Regions from separate parts of the Mus musculus genome. Here regions 1, 2, 3 and 5 are each linked to region 4. The links are chromatin contacts, called in public HiChIP or PLAC-seq maps. All regions are on one chromosome and are shown on one strand. Each heading gives the region's core, a stretch centred on a gene start, on an enhancer-like site or on the middle of the called end of the contact. The rest is flanking DNA. Distances are from core to core; before and after follow the strand shown. Region 1 overlaps Cacna1i (calcium channel, voltage-dependent, alpha 1I subunit). Region 2 overlaps Cacna1i (calcium channel, voltage-dependent, alpha 1I subunit). Region 3 holds the start of Rps19bp1 (ribosomal protein S19 binding protein 1). Region 4 overlaps Grap2 (GRB2-related adaptor protein 2). Region 5 has its middle 9.7 kb from the start of Mgat3.

What was found. HiChIP or PLAC-seq counts read pairs in DNA pulled down with a chosen protein or histone mark.
Region 1: a CTCF HiChIP or PLAC-seq map of the NIH/3T3 cell line shows a contact between it and region 4, with 6 read pairs. The contact joins two enhancer-like sites. A contact is called at or near these places in 1 of 39 promoter capture datasets (stem cell-derived epiblast-like cells), 1 of 15 datasets of contacts at CTCF or cohesin (the NIH/3T3 cell line), 2 of 484 Hi-C or Micro-C datasets (bone marrow-derived macrophages and nephron progenitors) and 4 of 115 datasets of contacts at active chromatin or transcription factors (embryonic basal ganglia, embryonic stem cells, large pre-B cells and 1 more).
Region 2: a CTCF HiChIP or PLAC-seq map of the NIH/3T3 cell line shows a contact between it and region 4, with 6 read pairs. The contact joins two enhancer-like sites. A contact is called at or near these places in 2 of 39 promoter capture datasets (second pharyngeal arch cranial neural crest and stem cell-derived epiblast-like cells), 1 of 15 datasets of contacts at CTCF or cohesin (the NIH/3T3 cell line), 3 of 484 Hi-C or Micro-C datasets (bone marrow-derived macrophages, cerebral cortex and nephron progenitors), 3 of 115 datasets of contacts at active chromatin or transcription factors (the NIH/3T3 cell line, embryonic stem cells and stem cell-derived neural progenitor cells) and 2 of 9 other capture datasets (adipose tissue and liver).
Region 3: a CTCF HiChIP or PLAC-seq map of the NIH/3T3 cell line shows a contact between it and region 4, with 10 read pairs. The contact joins the promoter of Rps19bp1 here to the enhancer-like site in region 4. A contact is called at or near these places in 5 of 39 promoter capture datasets (embryonic stem cells, hippocampal neurons, liver and 2 more), 1 of 15 datasets of contacts at CTCF or cohesin (the NIH/3T3 cell line), 1 of 484 Hi-C or Micro-C datasets (bone marrow-derived macrophages), 28 of 115 datasets of contacts at active chromatin or transcription factors (the 230-238 cell line, the NIH/3T3 cell line, the SCID.adh cell line and 20 more) and 4 of 9 other capture datasets (adipose tissue, liver, macrophages and 1 more).
Region 5: a contact with region 4 is called in a FOXA1 HiChIP or PLAC-seq map of pancreatic cancer cells. The contact joins two enhancer-like sites. A contact is called at or near these places in 3 of 39 promoter capture datasets (hematopoietic stem and progenitor cells, hippocampal neurons and liver), 3 of 115 datasets of contacts at active chromatin or transcription factors (embryonic basal ganglia, forebrain and pancreatic cancer cells) and 1 of 9 other capture datasets (embryonic stem cells).

The regions. Positions count from the first base shown.
Region 1 is chr15:80,318,036-80,320,871 of GRCm38.p6, forward strand. Cacna1i (calcium channel, voltage-dependent, alpha 1I subunit) reads left to right here. Exons shown (of 37, transcript NM_001044308.2): 3 at 2,324-2,435. Among named protein-coding and RNA genes, the nearest start is that of Gm31319, 30 kb to the left of the region's middle. Within about 2 kb of position 1,451, at least 53 of the 459 cell types and tissues checked have an H3K27ac peak or open chromatin away from gene starts, as enhancers often do. A contact at or near this core is called in the NIH/3T3 cell line, where this site is marked.
Region 2 is chr15:80,385,922-80,388,621 of GRCm38.p6, forward strand. Cacna1i (calcium channel, voltage-dependent, alpha 1I subunit) reads left to right here. Exons shown (of 37, transcript NM_001044308.2): 30 at 1,843-1,921; 31 at 2,478-2,599. Among named protein-coding and RNA genes, the nearest start is that of Gm41363, 13 kb to the right of the region's middle. Within about 2 kb of position 1,445, at least 9 of the 459 cell types and tissues checked have an H3K27ac peak or open chromatin away from gene starts, as enhancers often do. A contact at or near this core is called in the NIH/3T3 cell line, where this site is marked.
Region 3 is chr15:80,263,001-80,265,702 of GRCm38.p6, forward strand. Rps19bp1 (ribosomal protein S19 binding protein 1) reads right to left here and starts at 1,306. Exons shown (of 4, transcript NM_175109.3): 1 at 1,227-1,306; 2 at 983-1,117. The coding sequence starts at 1,278.
Region 4 is chr15:80,652,657-80,655,356 of GRCm38.p6, forward strand. Grap2 (GRB2-related adaptor protein 2) reads left to right here. Exons shown (of 8, transcript NM_001289442.1): 8 at 1-198. Among named protein-coding and RNA genes, the nearest start is that of Mir6957, 7.9 kb to the left of the region's middle. Within about 2 kb of position 1,400, at least 33 of the 459 cell types and tissues checked have an H3K27ac peak or open chromatin away from gene starts, as enhancers often do. A contact at or near this core is called in the NIH/3T3 cell line, SST interneurons, bone marrow-derived macrophages and 1 more, where this site is marked.
Region 5 is chr15:80,162,588-80,165,437 of GRCm38.p6, forward strand. No RefSeq gene overlaps it. Among named protein-coding and RNA genes, the nearest start is that of Mgat3, 9.7 kb to the right of the region's middle. Within about 2 kb of position 1,349, at least 20 of the 459 cell types and tissues checked have an H3K27ac peak or open chromatin away from gene starts, as enhancers often do. A contact at or near this core is called in pancreatic cancer cells, where this site is marked.

The sequences.
Region 1 (2,836 bases), core at 201-2,700, 330 kb before region 4:
CTGAGCCGCACCCCTGACTCCACCCCACTTCTGCTTGTTTTGGTTTGAGTTGTGCTGACAAGGTATTACTGGGTAGCTCTGGTCGGCCTCAAACTTCCTGCCTCAGCCTCCCCAGTGCTGGGATTGCAGGTGTGTACTGTCACAGGTGTGTAAATATGTTTCCCCTTTGGATCGAATTTAGTTTTATCAAGGAGTCTGAGGACTCAGTGCTGACATCACACAGGGCCCACTGGAGAGTCAGGAGCCAGAGCTGCAGCCCCAGGGAGGCAGGGGCAGTATTGCAGACACAGGACCAAGGGCCGGGAGGGGACACTGGCCGAGGAACCCAGCAGGTCTGATGTAGACAAAACCCAGCCACGTGATCTAAAGAGGGGTCTTGACTTTCCCCACCTGTGAATGGGCCCATCAGGTGCACTTGGGCCTGGGTCTCCAGGAAGGACAGAGGCAGCAGAAACTGGGCTATGAGAGGGAGGTAATGAATGGGGGAAGGGGGGGAGGGAATCAAGGGGAACGGGGATGCTCGCTGGTAATTAGAACGTTTGAACTTCAAAAAAGTTAATTAATGACACAGCTACTGCTGGAGCAAGGCTAGGGCTCAAAGGGGGCCTGGCAGCGACTGAAATTAATTACAGGCTATGGCGGGAGAGTGGCAGCCAGGCCAGGGACAGGAAGGAGCAGGGCAGGGACAGAGGCCATGGAAGTCAGCTTTCAAGGTGAGCAGGGTCTGGAGAGCAGAGGGGGCTGTTGCCATGGAAACTAGGTCAGTTCTCTTAGCAGGCAGGAGGGGCCCAGTCCACTGTGGTTGGCATCTGGCTGTGGTGGGCTGGTGTGGCTTCACCGAGCTGGGGTTGAACTGGTGTGGCTGGGGGGTGGGGTGGGGGGAGCTTGAGATAAACTCATGTATTCACTCGGCAAGTCTTGGTTGAGCATCTCCATGCTGTTCTGGTTGGAGTTGAGTGCTTGTAGATCCCAGGGACCCAGACTCTGCTCAAAAGTGGGCAGAGAGGATGAGCGTTAGATGGGAGAGAGTCAGGCTGGAGGGCTGCTGGGGGAGGAGCTTGTGGGGCTGAATGGCCTGAGACCAGACAGGAAAAGCAGGCCACCACGGGCTGGGAGGGAGGCAGTCGGGGGAAGGAGAAGAGGGTAGGTCGTGCTGGCCAGCTTTGTGGAGGGCTTCTGATTTTAAGCCAGGAGAAGCTGGGAGCCACAGCAGGCACTCTGAGAAGAGGGGTCGGGACAGCCTCTGTGGACCTGTGAGGTGCCCCTTAGCTCCAGTGAGGAGCTGCTGTGAACTTGCTTGAGACCCCAGAGCCACTCACCGCAGGGAATTGAGTTCACAGGCAGGCCCTGGTCTCTGGCACTGCTGGCTGCTCTGACAGCACATAGCAGCTCTGTACCCAGATGCTAAATGCTGGAGTCAGGGACAGGAATGTGGGTACAGCTGGTGGCAGGGGTTGTCAGTCTGCTTCCTGGTAGATGAGAAACTACTAGAAGAGAGTGAGTCATCAGACAGGCTCCTTCATCTGGCAGTTCACCCCTGAGTCTGACCTCAGTCATTTATGCTGTTGTGTGGTTTCACTTTTTTTTTTTTCTTCACCATGATGCACTTTTTGGGGGGGGGGCACAGATCTCCTTAGCCCCGAGGACTTGTGTATAAGAGGAGAGGCCATTTGGGGGATATGAGCAGGCAGTTCTCTTCTCTCTGGGCTGTAGGATCCCCTTATCCTGCTGGTGGCCTGTGGCTGACCTGAAGGGCTGATCTCTAGATGCCCTGGCTCCAGGCTGCAGGATTCTGCTGGGGCAGAACCCGGGAAGCCAGGTCTCTGGGTTGGGCTGATTTGGGAGCAGCGGTCAGAGGGTGACTGTGAGCTTCAGCCCCACAGAGATAGGCAGATCAGGAGAACATGTCCAGGGATGCCTCAGAAGTGCAGACCCATTCCTTGGATGGGAAGCATGAAGCCACCGCAGAGGGATGGGAGAGGGAGAAGAGAAGGCCGGCATCAGAGCTGTTGAGTCTGGGGACCCTTTCTGGGGGCCACTCCTTCCTGGGTGGGACCTGGAGGCATCCTGCAGTGGATGCTTCAGTGGTTTGATTTGGTTTCGGTTCCCTGCAGGGTGTGGCATGGGTTGCACCTGTGTGGCGGGCCAGCTGCACTGTCTCTGAAAGCTTGGACCTGGGTCACTGAGAGGTCCACAGGGGTGGGGGTGGAGTTGGGGGTGGGGGGCAGAAACGGTCTGCATGTCTGTTCCTGGGGTGTCACATTCAGGAGTGTGGCGCCCCAGGCCGCGCTTCCACCACCAGTTCTTCCTTGACTTGGTGTACGTGGTTCGAGTGTGTGAGCATGCTGGTCATCCTGCTGAACTGTGTGACCCTGGGCATGTACCAGCCATGTGACGATATGGAGTGCCTCTCAGACCGCTGCAAGATCCTGCAGGTGAGCCTCTCAGTCGTCCCCTCCCTCCCAGCCGGGTGTCCTCTTCCAAGCTCAGGGCTCTACTGTAGCTCAGCCCCTCAGCTCTTCTGAAGAATTGCCCCTCCTGTCATCTTTGTTTTCCCAGCTGAGGCTCCTCACCCCATCCCATTCACACAGCGAAGGCAGTGGCTACATTTCTCTGCCCGCAGCCAGCCTCTGCTCCCTGATACCTCCTCCCTTGTGGACTCGTGGGCCCTGATGTGGCATCTGCGTGGTTGTAGGCACGGTGTGAGGTACCACAGAGTAGGGCTCTGGGGACGTATCCATTTTACAGAAGTAGAATATTTGATGCCTGTCCCTGGGAGCCGGACCTGAGTTTCATTTTAATCCTGGCACAGAGTTGCTGTGTGACCCAGGGCAAG
Region 2 (2,700 bases), core at 195-2,694, 270 kb before region 4:
TAGAGATGTCTACTAGGGCCAGTGCAGAGATGAGGGCCTTCATCAAAGCCTCAAAGGTCCTTGTTGAATCATCAGTCCATTGCAGTGGCTGGGTGCTGCTGCCAGTTCTAAGGGCTCAGCTATCTCTACGATCCTGGGTATCTTCTAGCGGCAACACCCAACCTTCCACCGAAGTTCCTGTGTTTGTTTCCTTGTTTTAGGTATAGGGATTGGTAGAACTTTTGAAATTTGGCTCTGGGTTCTGCTGGTTTCCCAATAAAGACCTTCAGTTTCCTGCCTGGCTCTGGTCTTCCCTGTAGAGGGACAGGGTATGCCCACCCAGCAGCCCATTTCCACACGGTTGGAGTCAAGGAGCTGAAAGATCAGACTGGGAGGGTGGGGGTGTCATGGCAGGCCTTTAACTTCGGGACAAAACAACTATTCTTTGTGCTTTGTGCTGTAGACTCTGTACTCCATAGGAGTATTTGGGTAAGAGGGCTCCAAGCAGAGCTGCCTCTGTGAGGAGACTGGAGGGAAGGCTGGGGGCAAGGAGGCAGGTGAGGAGAAGGCTGCTGGGGCTCTCAGGCCCTAAGGGGCTGAGGGTGAAGGTAGGAGATGTAAGGGGAAGATGGGGGCAGTATCCATTTCACTAAACGCTTGCATCCTTGATGAGTAGGGTGCCATTAATTAGCCAGGCACCGCAGTGCTGAGTGGCTGTCCTCCCTCTCACAGTCTGTGATCAACTGGGTTTATTTTACGGTAATTACCTCAAATGCCTCTCGACTCAATTCGCAGGAGCCTTTGGAGGGTCAGAAGGGATTTTCTTTGTAGGGCAGGAACGCCTTCTAGCCTCCTCCATAGCATGAGGTAAAGGCAGTCTCCCACTGGTGCATGGATTTGAACCAGGCTTGGAATCTGGGGCAATCTGTCCTACAGGAGCCGTGGGGACAGGGGTAGTTGCATTTGCAGGAGGCTCCTGAGATCATGGGCATGTGTGAGTCCTCCACTCCTTCCTTCCTGTGGCCAGCCTTGAACTGGTCTGTGGAGGCAAGTGGTATATCATCCAGTCGTGTCCCGGGCCAGCAATGGACAGTTTGCTGGGCTTGAATCCCGGAGGCGTCCTCACTCACGAGAGTGGTGTAACTAAACAGGCACTTCCGCTCTCGGTCTGTCTCATTTTCACTCAAAAAACTTTAACTCAAGAAATGGGAAGAGAGATGGCACATGTGTGTGTGTGTATTCGAGTGTACTCAAGTGTACACGTGTGTAGGGGTGGGTGTGTGATTGAATGTTTTTTTTTTGTTTGTTTGTTTGTTTTGAGGCGAGGTCTCTCCCTGAGCCTAGAGCTCATGAGTGAACTCCAGGGATCTGCCAGTCTCTGCCCACATAAGCAGGGCATATCCCTGTACCCTGCTTTTATGCAAGGCTGGAGATCTGAATCCAGGTCCTCATGCTTACACAATGAGTCACCTACTGATCTACTGAGTCACCTCCCCAAACCCCTCATAGGTTTCTGGGACAAGTGATGCACTCATGGCAAAGACATTAGGCATCCAATTCTTACCCAGTGACCTATGCTGCAGGAGTCTTGCCCTTCAGGAGGTTACAAGGGGATAGGGACATGGATACTTAATAACAATGTAGCTAACAATATAGCTGTAACAATATAGCTGCCCCGAGGCTGGCCCTGCCTCTGTCCCCCTGGCCTGAGGTCCTTCACTTCTATCCTTCTGCCCCAGGAATTCCTTTCCCTGCCCTCTTCCAGTTCTGGAACTCCTATTCCTGACTCTCCCCAGGCCTTCCCCTTCTCCTCTTGCACACCCCAGGCCTCCAGCCCCCAGCCCAGCCCACCTCTCCCCACAGGTGGGCAACCTGGGCCTCCTCTTCATGCTGCTCTTCTTCATCTACGCCGCTCTGGGAGTGGAGCTCTTCGGAAAGCTGGGTGAGCGATGCTGCCACCGGAGGCTGTGGGATGGGGGAGATGCCTCAGTAGCAGGACTTCTCATTCAAACCCAATCTTAGCATGGGGTAGTTTCTGAAGCCAGGCTCATGAATGTACATCAGACGTGTATTGTGGAGTCCTGGACTTCAACTTTTGGTCTTCTGGGAAGCCTTTCTCTGCTTCCAGCCACTGGCTGTTCTGAGCCAGGGCTACCTCAGTAATAGCAACCAGGGCAAGGGAGAGGGCAACACATTCCATGCTGATCCTAGCCCTGCATATAAGGTAGGTTTCAGAAATCAGGGGTTCTCCCAAGGGGCTGGGCCTTTCCCCACCCATCTCTCTCAGCAGTTGATTATTGGATAGAAGAGCCAGATGCTCCTGAGACTGAGCCTTCAGCCAGTGCAGTACTTCCTTGAGCCTCAGTTGTCCTATCTGTGGGCTGGGCCACAGTCCACATACACTGTTGAGGGTTGTAGGAGTTACTCAGAGAGGATACTCAGGGGTGGCAGCTTGGGGTGCCGTGGGTGGACAGGCTGACCACCTCTCCCCCTCTCAGTCTGCAATGACGAGAACCCGTGTGAGGGCATGAGCCGGCACGCCACCTTCGAGAACTTCGGCATGGCCTTCCTCACACTCTTCCAGGTCTCCACAGGCGATAACTGGAATGGGATTATGAAGGTATTCACGGGCCAGCTGAGGGGAGATCAGATAGTTTCAAGTCCTGGATGCATGGTGGCCCTACTGATCCACACACAGTACCCTCTGCATGCCCAGTGTCC
Region 3 (2,702 bases), core at 56-2,555, 390 kb before region 4:
GTGTGTGTGTTGCGTGCCTTAGTGTATGTATGTGCACCCCAAGTGAGCGTCTGTGGAATCAGAAGAGGGTATCTAATCCCCAGACCTGGAGTTACAGTGGGCTGTGAGCAGCTTTGTGGGCTTCTGGGGGGCTCCAGGTCCTCTGGAAGAGCAAGCAGCAAGTGCTCTTAACCAGTGAGCCAGCCCTCTATCCCTGATGGGTCCTCCATCTTGCCTCTTGCTCATCTTACCCGTTAGCCTTCTTCCAAATTCTCAAGCCTTTCTGGCTAAAACCTTCTCAGATGCCTTAACGTTGCTTCCACCTTGGCTTGTTAGTTTGATTCTTCCTCGGAGCACTGCAGAGCCTTTCACCTCACAAGCCTCACTCACTTGGCAAAACCCTGCTTGTTAGTTTTGAGACTCTCTGATGGCTGGTCTACAGAGTAAGCGTGTGGCGCACGCCTTTAATCCTAGCACTTGGGAGGCAGAGGCAGGTAGATTTCTGAGTTCGAGGCCAGCCTGGTCTACAGAGTAAGTTCCAGGACAGCCAGGGCTATACTGAGAAACTCTGTATCAAAAAGCCAAATAAATAAATAAATAAATAATTAAGAGAGACTCTCTGATGTTTCTCTCCCCACCACGGCTAGAGCTCACAAGCGCCTGGGTCTTGCGTTTCATCTGCCTTCACGATTAGGTCTTGCCCTGAACTCACCACGGAAAGACACAGAACTTCTGATTCTCCTGCCTCCACCTCTCAAGTGCAGGGATGACAGATGTGTGTCACCACTCCCAGGCTTTTCCCTCTTTCTCTCATCCTGTTAACTGCCACATAGCAGACAGCGGCAGACCTGGGAATTAGATTGCTTGGGTTCGAAACCTGTCCCCCACGATTTGAACATTCATTTTGCCTTTTCCTTGTGGAGTCTCGGGGAACGTTTGGAACTCCCGACTCGAAGGCGCTGCCCCCAATTCTAAGAAGCGCTCACAGTCTTTCTCAACTCACCTAGAGCGGACTTAGGCGCCTTTCCCTTCGCTGAGTTCCGCAGTTTCAGAGCCTGGGAGGCCTTGGCCCGCGCCCTCCGGGTCCGCTTCGCCGGAGTCCCGCTAGCCTGGACCTGGCCCGGGACCGCACGGGGAGCTACGGGGAAAGGCAGCGAAGGACCGAGTTGAAGGGCGCGCTCTCCCTCCCCACCCGCCCGGCTGGCTCTCCTACACAGCGCGACTGTCGCAGGACCTGCTCTCCTCACCCTCGGACGCCGCCAGAAGCTCCAAACCGCGCCGCACTAACGCCGCCGACATGTTTCCGAGCCCCGCCCACACGCGGCGAGCTACTTCCGCCCTGGCGGTGTTCGCTCCTCGGCAGAAACTGGAGCAGGAGCTCAGGGTTCCGCAGCGAGCGGAAGTGCTGCCTTAGAACGCAGGCTCAATGGCTTTCCTATAGCCCCGGAGGAGCGGGGAGCTAGGGGCGTGTCCAAAGCGCAGAAGCCACAGTTGTTCAATTTCTAAGCAACAGGTCTCTGGTGATCCAGGCTGTGTGGGCGGGCAGACTCGACTTCTAGCCTTACTGGTCAATTCTGTCCAGGGGCCAAGTGTGGAATAGACTGAGTTCCTGCAAAAGAAGTGATTCTTTCTACTTTCTTTTTAGACAAGGATACATCTAGCCTAGGCTGTCCTTGAACTCGATTGTAGCTGAGGATGACTTTGAACTCCTGATCCTTCTCTCTCTGCCGCCCAAGGGCCGGATTTACAGACCTAAGCCACTTTGCCGGGCTTAGACAGTTTTCATGACCTTCAAAGCATTACACCGGTCCCGTGCACTGTGAGAATCTGTGTGAGAATCAGTAAAGCCAAGGAGGTTAGGTGTCGTACTTTGTAGTCCCAATACTTGGGAGATTGAACAGAGATTGTTGCTCTGAGTTCCAGGCTAACTTGGGCTACATAGCAAGACTCTGTCTCAAACAAACAAACAAACAAACAAACAAACAAACCAAACCAAAACTAACAAAAGGAAAAAACCAAACAAAAGACCAAAAAAAAAAAAAAACCCCAACAAAGAAATAGATTTGCAAACATGCAAAATAAAGTGCTTTGTTTTGAAAAATACAGCTATTTGCTGCAAAATACTGTTTATGTTATTAAGCAATGAGTTGGTTGTCAGGCGAAACAGTAAATACTGCTGGGCACAGTGATACCAGAACACTTAGAATACCAGCACCTGGGAAGCCGAGGCAGGAGAGTGGCAAGTTTCAGGTCAGTTTATATCACATAGCTACACTCCAAATTCTAGACCAGTCTGGGTTACAGATTAATAAGAAGAGCTAGGATGTATTAATAGCTTGGCGGTAGAATGCTTGGATTTAATCCCTAGTATTGAAAAAAAAAAGGTCAGTTTTTAGTCTGATAGATCAATAAATATTACAATCAATATTACACATAGATGTAAATATTCTATCGATAAATATTACACATAAATGTTCTCTGGTTACATGAGTTCCCCCCCCCCCCTCTCAAGACAGGGTTTCTCTGTGCAGCCCTGACTGTCCTGGAACTCACTCTGTAGACCAGGCTGGCTTTGAACTCAGAAATCAGCCTGCCTCTGCCTCCCAAGTGCTGGGATTAAAAGCGTGTGCCACCACCACCTGGCTTCGTTTTTGTTTTTAATTTAAGTATACATATATTTATATATATTACACACACACACACACACACACACATATGGATTT
Region 4 (2,700 bases), core at 150-2,649:
CTCAAAATACCTTCAGGAAGTCCCTGAAACTGACTAGATTAACTAGGCCCCTTTCTCCTCTGTAATATATAAGCAGCAAAGACAGCTGTGATTCTTAGAAGATTCTCAAACAAAACATCCCAGAATAATCAAAGACCAGCCAAAAGCCTGAAAAAAAAAAAAAAAAAAAAAAAAAGAAGAGACCAGCTGAACTGCCTGGAAGAGACTCAAACCATTTGAGCCACCAGAAAAGACACTCTCCAACCTGTTGAGCTGCCTGAAGGTTGTGCAGTGAGCTCTCAGTTTCTGGTTTTCATGAGCTGTCACCCATGCTGGGGTAGGATCTGCTCTTGTAAGTTACCCCTACCCATGCCCTGTTGGTAATCTCAATAAACTCATTGCTTTAACTGGATGTCGGGGGTGTCTGTACTTCAGCCTATCACCAGTTCCCTGTCTGGATGAGTAGACATTTGTTTATGTTTTTCCGGGAATAGTCAGACTACAATGAACAAGAAATAGCTGTTCAATCTTGTCTATTCATTCACCCCAAGTGCCTGAAGCGTTCCAGACCCACAGGTACACACAAAGGGGTTTTCCATGTGACACGCATGTGGCTGAAGCTTTTACAACTTCCCTCAGATTCTCCTCTGGGTACTTCTAGAGTCCTTGGTACTTACAGAGTCCTGGCCCATCTGTTCCTGTCCATTGCGCCACAAATCCTCCACTGACTACGTTTTTTTGGATTGCCCGGATCACGAGTCCCTGCTGGTGAAAAGATCTGATCCTCCAGGCTATGGAATCTGCCCTCGGGAAATCCATGCAGGTTGGAGACTGGCCCATGCCCAGTTCTAACAGCATAGCACAGCTGGGCCCAGGGTCCCTCCCCGTCTCCCATGTGCTTCTCACCTGAACCCTCACTACTAGACAGAACAGGGATGCCAACCTTCCTCTCTCTCCATCTTGTATGCTCTCCCTCCTTGATGCACATTGCAGCTTCATCTGTGCAGTAAAGAGCACATAGGGGCCAATGCATAGCACACAGTTCTCTGTTGGAGCCTGGCCACAGGTAGGTCATTAAAGCAGCAAGTGTTTACATAGCACCTCTTAGGGGTCTGATAAGATCACCCCCAGGGTTCCCCACTCACATCTCCCTGCTCTGTCCAATCCACAGCACCACCACAACTACCTCATGTTTCACTTTACAGCCAGTGGCTGCTCTTGCTTCCTATCCGACTTAGGCCTCCTCTGACCTAGCCTCCAGTGGCTGCCAGACAGAGCTTATGAACATGTGAAGCAGGTGACATCAGGCTCCTGTTCGGATCCTTCAGGGGCTCCCATCGTTCTCAGTCTCAAGTCCTTAGCATTCCACCCAAGGCATTTGTCATCGGCCTGCTGCAGTCACATCCCCAGCTTTCCTCTCCTGAGCCTTCTCAGTCAGCCCCACTGTGGCCCCAGGATGAGTCATCCTGTCTCCAGTCTCTCTGACTTCCCCACCTTCTTTCCCTTTTGCTTAGAATGACTTTCTCCCGCTTTGTCTTTACTGTTTTTGCTTTTTAGACTAAAATGATGATAAATTAGTTCTGCGACTGTTCTGTTCAGCACGGTGGCCACTCACCAAGCGCAGCTATTGGATACTTAGCTTTTACGTCGTTTTAAAGATTTATGTATGTATGTAAATGAGTGCTCTATTTGCATGTATGCCTGCATGACCGAAGAGAGCATCAGGTCCCATTACAGATGGTTGTGAGGCACCATATTGTTGCTGGGAATTGAACTCAGGACCAGTGGAATAGCAGCCAGCGCTCTTAACTGCCAAGCCATCGCTCCAGTGCCCGGTTATTGCACTTTAAAATTTTTATTTAGTTGGTTTGTCTGAAAGAGGGACTCATGCAGCCTTGAATTAGACACGTTGCAGAGGATGGCCTTGAAATTCTGATGTTTCATTTCTCAAGTGCTGGGATTATACCTGTGTGCCTCCACACCCAGCTTGCGACTGATACTTAAAACAAGGGACTGCAATAGACTTGCATGGTGAGTAGCTAGCTTACTAGGACTCATGGATCCAGATGCTAATTCTTAGTTCAGAATTCAAGTTACCCATTGCCAGGGCAGATATGCCTGTCCCTCCTTTAGCTGCCCTGGAGCCTCATCTCTCTGCTTCTACCCCAGTACTCAAAGCACTGAGCTATAGCAGGTGATTTCTTGACCTGCCTCCACACCTAGATTGAATAGCTCAAGGCAAACAGATCACAGAGCAGCAAGTAGCTGATACATGAATGTAGGCTCTGCTGGTAAGGGCTTAGCAAGCGGCTCCAAGAGAAAAGCACTGATTAGTGTTCTTTCCCAATTCTGGGATATAGACTCTGCCTGTCAAAGGAACGGGAAGAGAGCCACAGCCTTCAAGAAAACATTTGCCGAAGACAGCTTAGGGGAGGGAGAAAGCAGAAAAGGCAATAATATACCTACAATTTTATACAAAGTATCTTATTTGAATTTTAATATTATATTTATATATTCTATGACGGCTAAAGGGGGAACTGTGTGTCAGGAGGCGGATGAGGAGCAGGAGGGGCAGAGAAGGAAAGGGGAAGAGTGTGGAAAAAGGAATAAGGATTCAGTGTAATGACATGTATAAATGAAGATGTCACAATAAAACTAAAAAATTACTTTTTAAAAAAGGCATCTTTAGGCTGGGACCAAGGTTAAATAGATAGAGTGCTT
Region 5 (2,850 bases), core at 99-2,598, 490 kb before region 4:
AGTGCTGGGCCAGGGTCCTTCTGTCTTACCTTTCCCAAGGCCAGAGCAGACGGAAGCTCACAGTCCTTTCTACCCTCCTGACTTACCTGAGGCACCTGCTTGACTCAGACCAGTTGGAGTCAGTGTGTCCCTGGGCCCAGTCAGATCCTTATGGTGCCCTTGGCTATCCCAAGGCTTCTTGTGGCCAGGCTGGCTTCCAGTTCTCTCATCAGCCTGCAGACTCCCTCGAAAGGCCTTGTTGACATGGGTGACATGGGTGGCAGGGGTCACAGACCTCCCTGGAGGAGCGACCCATCTGGAAGATTCCATCTACTGCCTCCAAAGCAAAACAGTTGTGTGCTTAGCACTCTGGGTGCCCTTGTCACATGGGGTTCAGCATAGCTGCCACCTCCTGGGGGAGGCCTGCCCTACCCTGCACTGCCCATCCACTCGGCTTTCTTGCCTAAATTCACTGATGTGCCTAGCTGCTCTAAGGTCAGTGCCTATCATACGGTGGTCCCTCACAAGGGTTAAGCAACTACAGCAAATGAAGGGACAGTTTTGTGACCTTGGCCAGGCACTGGAGATGAGTCTTGGGTTTTTGTTTAATCTTCCAAGTTAGGTAAGGATGGCTTCCTAATAAGATTGTCTAACCAACATGGGTGGTCTTACAGCGAGAGGTTAAGTCCATACAATGCCACATGGGCCAGGGACAGGTCACCAGAGTGTCAGACAAGATCTACCATGTGCCAAACCCAGACACCATGTCTAGTGGCAGCTCAGCCAGAACTGTCACCTGCACAGGTACTAGGCCAGCGCCACCTGCAGTTTCATCCTGGGGCCCAGACGAAGGGCAGCGGCTTCTAAGCTGAAGTCCAGATGGATGCCTTTGGCCAGGCTCCCAAATCTTTCCGGTGACACAGGAATCTCACGATTCTCCCTTCTGGGTCCCTATTTGGAAACCAAACAAGAACACATCACTGCCAGCCCTCCCCCCGGCCCCCCTCCGGGCCCAGCATGAGCATGCGCTTCGTTCCCACGCAAAGGTGACGCCAGCTCAGAGCACAGACAAGTTCTTGACATTTCAACAAGCATGGGGGGCCTCATGGAGGACAGGCTGCCTGGCAGCCAGCTTTTAGCCCTATTGACCCACTGGCTGGGTCCATGTCTGCTTTTGGAGACTGCCTGAGCCAGTTTTCTCTTACTGTGTTGTTCTGGAGGCCCCGGGCCTGGGAATGGGACTTAGAACCCGTGTCTGTTTTCCCCCACCCGCTGCGATGAAGATCCTGCTCATGTCACTTCAACAGAGTCACCCTATGATCCAGAGAATGCTGGACCCAAGTACCTTCCCAGCACCTGCTCTCTGAGTCATCTGTCAGCCTGCTGGTCCCTCCCAGCCCTGAGTAGTGTTCCACACAATCAGCCTAGGACCAGCCTGGAAGTATTTAAGAAACTTCAGATGATGGAACTGGGGAGAAGGCTCAGTAGTTAAAAACACTGGGTGCTCTTTCAAAAGACACAGGCTTGATTACCAGCACCTACATGGCAAGTCACAACCATCTGTAAGTCCAGTTCCAGGGTGTCCAATCCCATTTTCTGGCATCCTTAGGCACCAGGCATATATGCAGCCGGTACACCGATCTGCATGCCAACAAAACCCCCGTACGCATAACTCTTTTAAAAGCTAGGCTTGGTAAAGCATGCCTTTAATACCAGAACTCAGGAGGCAGAGTTCAAGAGTTATCTCTCTTAGTTCAAGACCAACCTGGTATACATAGTGGCATACATCGTTTCAAGACAAGTGTCTCAAAACATTCTCCCCACCCCTGAAAAAAAGTCAGGTGAGGCCTTGAGAGATGACTTAGCATCTCTTCCAGAAGAATCAAGTTTACTTCCCAGCACCTACCTCAAACAGCTTACAACTACCTGTAACTCCAGCTCTGGGAAATCCAATGCCCTATTCTGGCTTCTCAAGGGGCTACCTTCCCCACAGACACATATAAATAAACATTTAAAATAGCTTTTTAAATGCCAGATAGCTAGGTGTGGTGGCACAAGCCTTTTAATGGCAGCACTTGGAAGACTGAAGCAGGCAGATCTCTGAATTTGAGGCCAGCCTGGTCTACATAGCGAGCTCCAGGCTAACCAAGCCTACATAATGAGACCCTGTTTTAAAAAGAGAAAGTGGCCAGGCAGTGGTGGCACACACCTTTAATCCCAGCACTTGGGAGGCAGAGGCAGGTGGATTTCTGAGTTTGAGGCCAGCCTGGTCTACAAAGTGAGCTCCAGGACAGTCAGGGCTATACAGAGAAACCCTGCCTCGAAAAACAAAAACAAACAAAAAAAAAGTGACAGCGGTAGACAAAAGCACAAACTAGAGCCAACCTCTCAAAACGTAGCTACTGCAAATACCTACAGAAAATCGCCATGCCACGCCATGAGTTTTGGGCTTGGTGGTAAATGAGATGTTTCATGAGCTTTTTCTAAGTAATTTCACATTTGCTTGTTTATTTGCATATGTGTGTGGATGCACACGCCACAGCACACACGTGGAGGCCAGAAGACAACTTGTGTGAGTCAGTTCTGTCCTTCCATCATGTGAGTCCTAAGGGTTAAACTCCGATAGTAGATTCTCAGCAACCTGCAGAGCCGTCTCTCTGACCCCTCAAGGAACAAAAAGTCTGCTGGAGTAAGTTGATGTACCAGGATGAACACTTTGCTAACCCTATATGGTGAGCAGACTAATTCCATTCCTAACACTCCCCAGCCCTATCCCACCCCGCCCTATGATGCCCAAGACTGTAGGACCCTGGTGACCTCAATCAAATGCCTGTGTTCCCAGTGGCTGTTGGGAACTTGTAGTGCATAACT